2 separate regions of the Neogale vison genome follow, and region 2 is linked to region 1. A link is a contact called in public Hi-C data. All regions are on one chromosome and are shown on one strand. The core of a region is the stretch at or near the end of the contact, and the rest is flanking DNA. Distances in the headings are between cores, read along the strand shown. Region 1 overlaps CELF4 (CUGBP Elav-like family member 4). Region 2 overlaps CELF4 (CUGBP Elav-like family member 4).

The links. A called contact is a pair of places that touch in the nucleus more often than the background predicts.
Region 2: a contact with region 1 is called in a Hi-C map of fibroblasts, with 3 times the contacts expected there. The contact joins two enhancer-like sites. A contact is called at or near these places in 2 of 3 Hi-C or Micro-C datasets (fibroblasts and muscle).

The regions. Positions count from the first base shown.
Region 1 is chr3:158,759,196-158,763,723 of ASM_NN_V1, forward strand. CELF4 (CUGBP Elav-like family member 4) reads left to right here. Exons shown (of 13, transcript XM_044243128.1): 2 at 2,010-2,092. Among named protein-coding and RNA genes, the nearest start is that of CELF4, 76 kb to the left of the region's middle. Within about 2 kb of position 2,081, the one cell type or tissue checked has open chromatin away from gene starts, as enhancers often do. A contact at or near this core is called in fibroblasts, where this site is marked.
Region 2 is chr3:158,891,171-158,895,599 of ASM_NN_V1, forward strand. The region is part of intron 2 of CELF4 (CUGBP Elav-like family member 4); the gene reads left to right. Among named protein-coding and RNA genes, the nearest start is that of CELF4, 210 kb to the left of the region's middle. Within about 2 kb of position 2,336, the one cell type or tissue checked has open chromatin away from gene starts, as enhancers often do. A contact at or near this core is called in fibroblasts, where this site is marked.

The sequences.
Region 1 (4,528 bases), core at 831-3,330:
CCAGCCTGGGGCAAGAGTTGGAGGTGGGAAAGGCGCAGAGCCCACAGGTTGCTGAGAGTTTCTGCCTCCACGGTATCTCTCCCTGCTTCCTTCCTCCTTTCTGTCCCCTTCGATTATACATTCCTTTCCATAGGGGATCACACATTCCCTCTCCTAAGGGGAAGGGAAGCAGACCAATTCCTTTTTTTTTTTTTTTAAGATTTTATTGATTTATTTGACGGAGAGAGACACAGAAAGAGAGAGAACACAAGCAGGGGGAGTGGGAGAGGGAGAAGCAGGCTTCCCGCCAAGTAGGGAGCCCAATGTGTGGCTCAATCCCAGGACCCTGGGATCATGACCTGAGCTGAAGGCAGATGCTTAAGGACTGAGCCACCCAGGCATTCCAGGACCAATTTCTATACTGGAAGAGAAGGAAGGGTTGTGTCCCCCGGCCACCCCCCCTCAGCAGTAGGTGGTAGAGGAGAAAAGATCTGCAGAGGATGCTGGGAGCACTCTGTTCCCCGGAGAGCAACAAGCCAGAGAAAGCCTGGTAATGAGAGTTGGTGTAGGCTCCACCAGCCTGCAGACCTCACCGGAAGAGGGCCTAGGCCACAGAGCCTGGCACACAGCAGGCACCTGGGAAGTAGTTAACAAATGGCCAGAGAATGGGTGGTTTGGGATGGACGTGAGGTTGTCTGGGGATGGACCAGAGCGGTCAAGAAGGGCTGCTCAGAATCAGGGGAACTTGATCGGATTCTGGAAAGAAGGGTGGGATTGGAAGATGAGAGCATGGGCCAAGAAGGCGTACCAGGGGAGAAGATCGTGAGAACAAAGGAAGAGGGGCAGTGGACGGGAAGAAGCCTGGGAAACAAGGGAGGTGGCCAGGCTGCAGGGTGCTTCGGAAAGCTTGAGGTGACGGTCCCCAGGAGACTAAAACCTTCTGTTGGCCAAAGCTGGCTTTTTGACTTCCCCTATGGCCTAGGTCTTACAGGCCTCAGAAGCCATACTCAGCCATGTCTACAGGCAGAGGAAGACGCCCCTGACACCTGGCTATTTGTGGGAACTGCCAGAAAGACTCTCCTACTAGCAAGCATGCTCTTTGCTTGGTCACCATGCCTGAAGGGCCAGCAGAAAGAGTCACCCCGTGAGTTAGGTACATTGTTCTGTAAAATGCAGATTCCCTGGTGAGGCACGGTCAGTCACTTAAGGGGAAAACTATACTGGAGTGACCGCGGAGCCCAATGGGTCAGCCCTCTCAATGCACACACGAGGAGACTGAGGCCGCACAGGGGACGGAATTTACCAGGGTCGCCCAGGGAATTAGAGGCAGAGCAAGAGTGGGCCTCAGCTCCTGTTGAGCGTTGATGGGCTGGATATGCCCAAGAAGCCCTCAAACTGGAGGGGTGTGGAGATGTCACTGCACATGGGGTGGCAGAGGACACATGGACAGCCCCACTCACTTTATTAGTACAGACAGGCTTAGGGTCCTCCCTACGGATGGAGACTTTATTTGGCAGGGGCAGGTCTCGAGGGTCCTTCCATCATCCCTGATAGAGCAGCCGGCAGCACTCCGGAAGGGGCCAGAACGAGTTCATGGCGCAATGTGACTAGAAGTGGGGGGGTGAGGGCTGGGAGCTGTCCCTTCCAGGAGGTACTGGGTGTGGAGCTAAGACAAAACAGCGGGGGAGGGGGGTGAAGAAGGGAGAGAAGGGAGCGAGAGGCCGAGGCACGGGGCACAGGGACAGGAAGGGACCCGCGGGGTGAGGGGGCGGGGGCGTGGCGGGGGGGAAAGATGCAGGGTGGGGAGACTTCGGCGAGTGAGCAAAACTGAAAAGCAACGCGAGGGACAAAAAGCAGACAGACAAGAAAACGGAGAGGCAAGAAAGCTCCAGTGGAGTGCACAGGAGAGAGAGAGGTGGGGAGAGGGACCCAGAGCGGGGAGGGGCCGAGACTGGAGGGCGGTCGAGAGGGCGCGTCGGCGGCCCGGGGGCGCCCCACTGACCCTTCTCGGCGCTTGCTTCCCTCCCTAGGCTGCGCTTTCCTCACCTACTGCGAGCGTGAGTCAGCGCTGAAGGCCCAGAGCGCGCTGCACGAGCAGAAGACTCTGCCCGGGGTAAGTGGCGCCCGCCGAGGCGCGAGCGACCGACGCGCCGACAGGGGGCGACTTCAGGAGGCCGGGCTGCGTCGGGGCCGGCGGGGGGGATCGTGGGCCCCGGGCGCGCGCCTGCCTCGGCTCCGGAGCTGGCGCGCCGCCCCCGGCGCCCCCAGAAGCCTGGAGGCGCGGGGCCGGGACAAGGGAGCGTGGGCGCTCTGAGCTTGCCCCGCGGCTTCCTCAGCCCGCCGTCCAGGCCCGACGGAATCCCGGGCGGGGGGCGAACGCGGCCGCGGCCACGGAGCTGGGGCGCGGCTCCTCCCCTGGCCCTCCCGACGCCTCCGATCTGGTCCCTTCTCCGCGCACTTCCCGCGCGGGCAGCCGGGGCGGGGACGCAGGGTGCCCTGGGTCCCCGGAGCCCGGAGCAGGCTCCGCCGGCCCCACGGGGCCGCCCGAGCGCCAGCGGATCGACGTCGGACACGGACTGTTCCTGGGGCGGGGGTGGGGGCCGGGGCGGGAGGGGGCGCCTCCTCCCCCAAGCTCGGCGCCGCAAGTGAGATCACCGCGGTTTATTTAAGGAGCCAGCTCTCGTCTTTGATAAACTATCGCGCCTCAGCCCTGGTTTATAGCTTCTGTGCGGGGGAGAAGAGAATTATTTATGGCCCCCCTAACTGGGTGTGATATCAGCCATGGCTATTATCGCGGCTAGTTCATCACCATAAAATAAGAAGTGTTCCTCGGGTCAAGGGTCTGCGCGGTCTCTCCTGTGGGTTCAGAGAGATGGGGGGGGGGGGTAGATATACGGCTCACCGAGTATCTAAAGATAAATGGAAAGATGTGAGTGTTGGTGGGCATTATTTAAAGAATTTGCAAATATACCGTGGTTAAGCTTATACAATGGACACTGCAGGGGAGCACGTGTATTCTGTGTGTGTGCTCACCGGTGTTTACACATGCATGTTTACATTCTTACCGAGCAAACCCGTATGTAAACACACGTTTCCATTTCTGCCCCACAGCGGGAAAGGTTAACCAGGTAGACAGAAAATGCAACCCTGGGTCGGGGCAGCTTTCCTTTGCATCACAGATCCTTCTTTACCCATTGAGGGGAGGGGAGGGCCTTCCTTCCATTAAGGCAGCCTTTGTATTGTATTTTGGTACTTGTGATTGCAAAGCACGGGGCTGAGTCATCTTAATAACATACCCGCGGATGCAAATGTATGGAAATCGTGCACCGCACAGGTTTTTGTGTGGAGCCCAGCTCTGGCACGGTGGCCATTCCCCAGTTGGTTTTTTAGTGGCGCGGCTACACGCACATATATTATAGTAATTACTTTCTGGGTGCCCTCTGTAAGATGGCAGAAATATGCTCCACATCGCCCCATGTTATGTGTGAAGCATAAAGCCATATTGTAAGATAATCAAAGCCTTTGAGAAAGGTTTGTGCTGATTAATAAAGTGTTTATAGTACTTTGTTTTGGGGGAGATTGTGATAGATATTTTAGAACCACCCAAATGGAAGAAAATACCGTATTGTTTTGGGAGGCCCTTCATCAGCCTGAGAGAGATTGCCGGGGAGTTTTGTGATGGCTAAAAGCTGGGAATTAGATGGAGAAACAGAAAGAGAAGGTGGGAGGGAGACACTCAGGATTTTGAAGGGGGAGAGAAAGGGGACTGGGAGAATTTCAGTAGCAAGTGTGGATTGTTCAGGATCTAACATTAACTTGTGGTTGTTTATTTTACATATAATAGAATAGCTAAATGATGGAGTGTATTAGTTCTTTAATAATTTATAGAAATACTTTGATGTTGCAGTAATTACATTAAAGGTCACATATCAAAGGTAATTTGGTTGAGCAGCTGTGATGGTTTCTCAGAAGCAATCAATACCACTGTCCGTGGTGCTGATTTCACCAAGGGGCCTGCCAGATTAAAGCAGGCTTATTACCAGGCAGAAAGGCCCAGGGGAAATCAGGAGCACATTGGAGCGACGCGCCAGCCCCCCTTCCGCCGATAATTAACACTGTTCCCCATAATCTGCGCTAATCCTTCATACTGGGAGATCCAGTGGCATTTTTCTGAAATCACAAAGACAAGTTGGGCAAGTTTGGGAGAAAGGACAAAAAGAAACGTGAATGTATGTTGGGAGATGGGAGGGGTGAGGAGAAGCCAGTGGTGGAGCTAAAACATAGCCTGGAGTCCCCTTGCAGTGCCTGGAATGCTTGTTCTTTCTTCAAAGGCCTCACAGGGAGACCCGTGGCCTCAAAGACCTCATCACAATTCTCAGGGAAGGCACAGCCTTCGGGGGTGGGTGGGCAGGGAACGGGGTGGAGGGACATAGAGAAAAGACAAGATTGAAGCTCAAACTTCCCAGGGCCTATTGTCTCCACCCACATTCACATGGAAACAAATGAAAAACAAAATGACCAAATAAAATTATGCTTTAAAGTGGATTCC
Region 2 (4,429 bases), core at 1,086-3,585, 130 kb after region 1:
TCTAGAACTACACCAAAAATTCCACACCGTGGCCTGGGAGACTGAGAGTGGGTGGAGCGATCTGTCTTTCTTCCTGGTTAGATTCAGACAAGAGCATGTTTCTGTCACTGGGTGGAAATCCCTTCGCCCTGTGACATAGCTGCTTATGCTAAAGATGGGGGTGGGGATGATGGAAAACGACCCCTCACCTGCGTTTTTGCCCTGGCCTGGGGGCAGGCGCCCCCAGACGGAAGCATTTCCCCCTTGGGTCCTCTGAGACAGAGGCAGGGTTTCAATCAAGAGGGGAGTGAAAATCCTTTCACTGAGTGAGGGGACGAACGAATGCTGTGGGGAGCAGATGTCCCAACTGCACGTGTGGAACCGGGCAGCAGGGAATGAAGTTAGAGCCCCGTGAAGAGCGGCCTGGAAAGAGAGGCAGGCGTCTGGGGACCAGAGGCTGCTGGAGCAGGCGCTTTGTCAGGGTGAGGCAGAGCTCAGACCCGGGAGGCTCCAAGGCCAGGATGACTCAGGAAAGGCCGGCAGCCGGGCGAGGAAGGGGACAGAAGCTCCAGTAGGGGCGCGGCCGCGGAGGCCGCGACGGAGGCGAGACTCGGGGCGCGCGGAAAGGGACGCAGGAGAGAGGCCGTCGCGCGACACCCCGGGCCAGCCAGCTGCAGAGCGGGACGGGGGCGTGGGGCGGCCGGGGCACGGGGGAGACAATGAGATGGAGAGAAATGAAGCGGGACCCGGCCTGAAGCCTGGGGTCGCGGGGCCGGCAGGCGGGGCGGCCCGGCCGTCGGGGGTGACAGCTCTGGCATTTCGAAGGGCACCCGGGGGCCAGCGCCTGCCTTGAGGAGATCTCGGGAGCTCGATAGACTTTCCAAACCTAATTAGTGTTTAATGGTCTGGAGAGACGCCGCATCCGCCGTCACCGGCCGCACCACGCCGTCCGGCTTCAGATTCTTAATTAACCTTTAAGGAGATGGTCGGCTGGTAGCCGCCTGGGGAGGCCACGTGCATCCCCAGGGGCGTGCACGCGCCAGGGCCCGCGGGCTCCCTGGGGACACCGTCCCACGCAAGCGTCTGAGCGTGACTCCAGCACCCCCCCTCTACCCAAGCAGGCTTTCGAAAATGCTTCCCAATGAGGTGTGGCCGACTGGGACCCCCGCGGCGGGAGAGGTAGGGAGGGGCCGGCCGCGCTCTAACCCGCTGGGGAGAACCGAGAGGAAAGGAAAAACGCCCCGGTCGTTAGCCATTGCCGCAAACGCAGCCGTTAGGGGGCGCAGTCCGGCGGGGAGCCCCCGCACTGAGCATGGCCTCCAGGGACCACAGGGGGTGACCTGGATGCAGGGGAGGCGTGGGCGTGGGTGGCCATGAGACTGAGGGGGACCTCTACCCCTGGAGGAGGTGGGCTTTATTAGCCTGTGAGCTGGGGGAGTCCCAAAACGGTCCTGGGCGGTTCATGGTTCATGAAGTGTCCTGCTTCCTGCAAAAAATATGGAACCAGGCAGGATGAGGGGAAAATCCAGGACAATCCAGGTAGTGCCTGAAATAGGGTCAGATTCCAACCTGAGGGATCCGAGGGTGCTGGAGGGTGTGAGCCTGGCCATGGGTGGTGGCAATGACATTCATAAAGCCAGACAACCCACCGAGGGACTCAGGCTTTGGGCTGGAGATCTCGTGTGCCTATGGGACAGCCAAGGGAGAATGAACAAGGGGATCTAGAATGTGACAGGGAAAGAGGGTAGGGATGTGGTGGGGGATTTGGAGTTGTCTCCAGGAGTGTGCAAGTTGAAGAGAAGGGGATGGGAAAGTCTCAGATGGGAGAGAGAGGAGAGGGGAAGGGGCCAGCCGCATGTGGGAGAACCCACAGAGGTGTGGAATTGGGAAGAGAAGCAGAAGGCGGCTCAGTGGAGACAGGTTGGGGGTGGGGCAGTGGGGGGATCCAGCACCGCATGGAGAACAAACCCACGCACTTCAGGACCCCACCTCACATACCCTCACCCTACACACACCCGACTCCACATATACCTCATCTCACACAACACACGCATCACACACCTTATGTACACACCACAGTCAGCCCCTCACACTGCATACACTTACTTGTACACACATACAAGTCCCCTCACACCTGTACCTCTCACTCCCAGTCACCCACTTCTCACACATCCACATTCTTGCACACCCATTCACTTGTCCACCCCCCTTCACGCTCTCCAGCCCTTACACACACACCATCACACTCATACCTAAGCCTGACACACTCATGGGCACTTTCTATGACCCAGAGACCCTGGCGTGTTCAGGGAGGAGGGCCATGATCGATGCTTATTAATGAAGCTGCCCCAGAGATGGCTAATTGATGGCGGTGTGCGGCTGTTGTCTGGAATTTAACCTGATTCATCATTTAGCCTGTTGGAGGCTGGAGAGCTGTGTTAATTAATGCCAGGAAAACAGACTTGGATGAGCTGGCGGTGCAGCCTCATATTAGAAAACGGAGAGCAAGGGGCAGAGGGAGGGAGGGGGAGAAAGAGAGAGAGAGAGAGAATGATTAAATCTAAAGCTCAGAGACAAAACAAATTCCAAAAAGCAAATGTCGGTGCCATTTCTAGGATGACTCAGGCTTGTGCTTGGCCGGCATCATCAGGCTGTGGTGTGGGGATTAAGAGCAATTTCCTCTAGATTTGTCATTTACTTGGTGTAGGCTTTGTTTTCTCCTGTAACTCGCCTGGGGACTGACTCTCCAGGCCTCCCACTGAGTGTGGGGAGATGGGGAGGAGGGGTCCCAGGTCAGGAGAGGGTGGTGGGGAAGGCAGAACTCCTCTCCTGGTCATGGAGGGGACTCAGCCTGGCAACACAGTCCACAGTCCCAGAGCAACCTCCTAGAGCAGGATGGGTTGGGGGGGAGGACTCGTACCTGGCTCAGGGGCAGGCTGAAGGGAAATACAGACAAGAAAGTGGGCCTTGAATAACACAGGTGAGGGGCTCTGTCCAGCCTCCAGGGCCAGGGTGCTCACTCCCCTTCCCAGTCCTGCCAAATCAGCTTAAGAGTCTCAGAGTCTAAATCAGAAAGGCAGTGGTTCCTCTGCGGCCTGGGAGACATCAGATCCAGCCAGAGAGAGCCCCTTGAGGCCCAGAACTCAAGGGCCAAGGGCCCTAGAGAGGTGTGAGCTCTCAGGGGAAGGACCAGTGAGCTGATGTGAAGGGAGGGCTGTGAGCATGTTTTGGTGGAAGAAACCAGTTCTGAGCTCTACACAGCTGAGGGTAGCCTTGGAACACGGCCTTGACTTGCCTGGTGGAGCTCTGGTATCAGAGCAGATGAGGGGAAACAAAGGGAGGCCGGTTAGGGCTGGAGATGTGTCCTCTATAATCACTAGGGCTGACTAGCTTGGATTTAGGACACCCCTTGCAGAAGGGAGCCCCAACCCCCACCAGTGCAGTGTGGGAGCAGCTACTGAAGAGCTGAGGAAGGGAATTCCACGTGAATGGGTGGCTGGTGCCCGCCAACTATGGGGCCACGTGGCTGGGCATTTTGGGACTCAGTTATGCTGCAGCGCGGCACTGAGGGCAGAAGGGGTGGTGCACGGCTGGGGGACAGGAAAGGGAAGGGCTTAAACACCATTTCAGCAAGGCCCTTTTGCAGACCAGGTGTGAGCTTCTGGAGGGAAGGGCCATGTCGTTGAGGTTTGCTTTGCCATCCTTGTGCCAGAGAACAGGGGCTGGCCTACAGAGACGTTCACTAAGCACTGGATGAGTGGATGGATGGATGGAAGAACAAACTTAGTGGTCCATCAAAGCAATAGGCTCCAGGGGCACCTGGCTGGCTCAGTTGGAAGAGCGTGTGACTCTTGATCTTGGGGTTGTGAGTTCAAGCCCCACATTGGGTGTGATGATCACTAATTTTTTTTTTTTTTTTGTAATAAATAAAAATAAATAAATAAACCTCAAGATAGGCTCAAGTACTGGTAGGCCAGGTAGAGAGGAAGGACCTGGGGCAGGTGGGGGAGAGACTTTGAGAGGGTAAGGGGGCCACAAGTGAGCTCAGGGTGCTGAAGCCTCAGGAGAGCGTGGTCTCCCACCCTCCCCCACCAGCTCTTCCCCCAAGGCCGTCCAATCTTTTCTGTTCAGTAGAGTTCGAAAGAGAGCCCAGGGCATAGGAGATGGGAAGGAAAAGAAATTAAATGTTAGGTACTCCCTTAAAAATGTTGGAAATACCCACTATGAGAGGAGGAGAAGGGGAAGAGCTGGGAGAGGAAGGTAAAAGGAGAGAGAAGACAGCTGTTGTTCATTTACTGAACACTTACTGAATACCAGGCCCTCTGCTGAGAGCTTCGCCTGAGCTATCACATTAATCCTGCCAGGATATCAAGGGGGCTAGGCCTCTAGGAGTCAAGTGACTGCCCCATCTCATATGAGCAAGTAGATGGCTAGCACTGAGAGCCAGGCC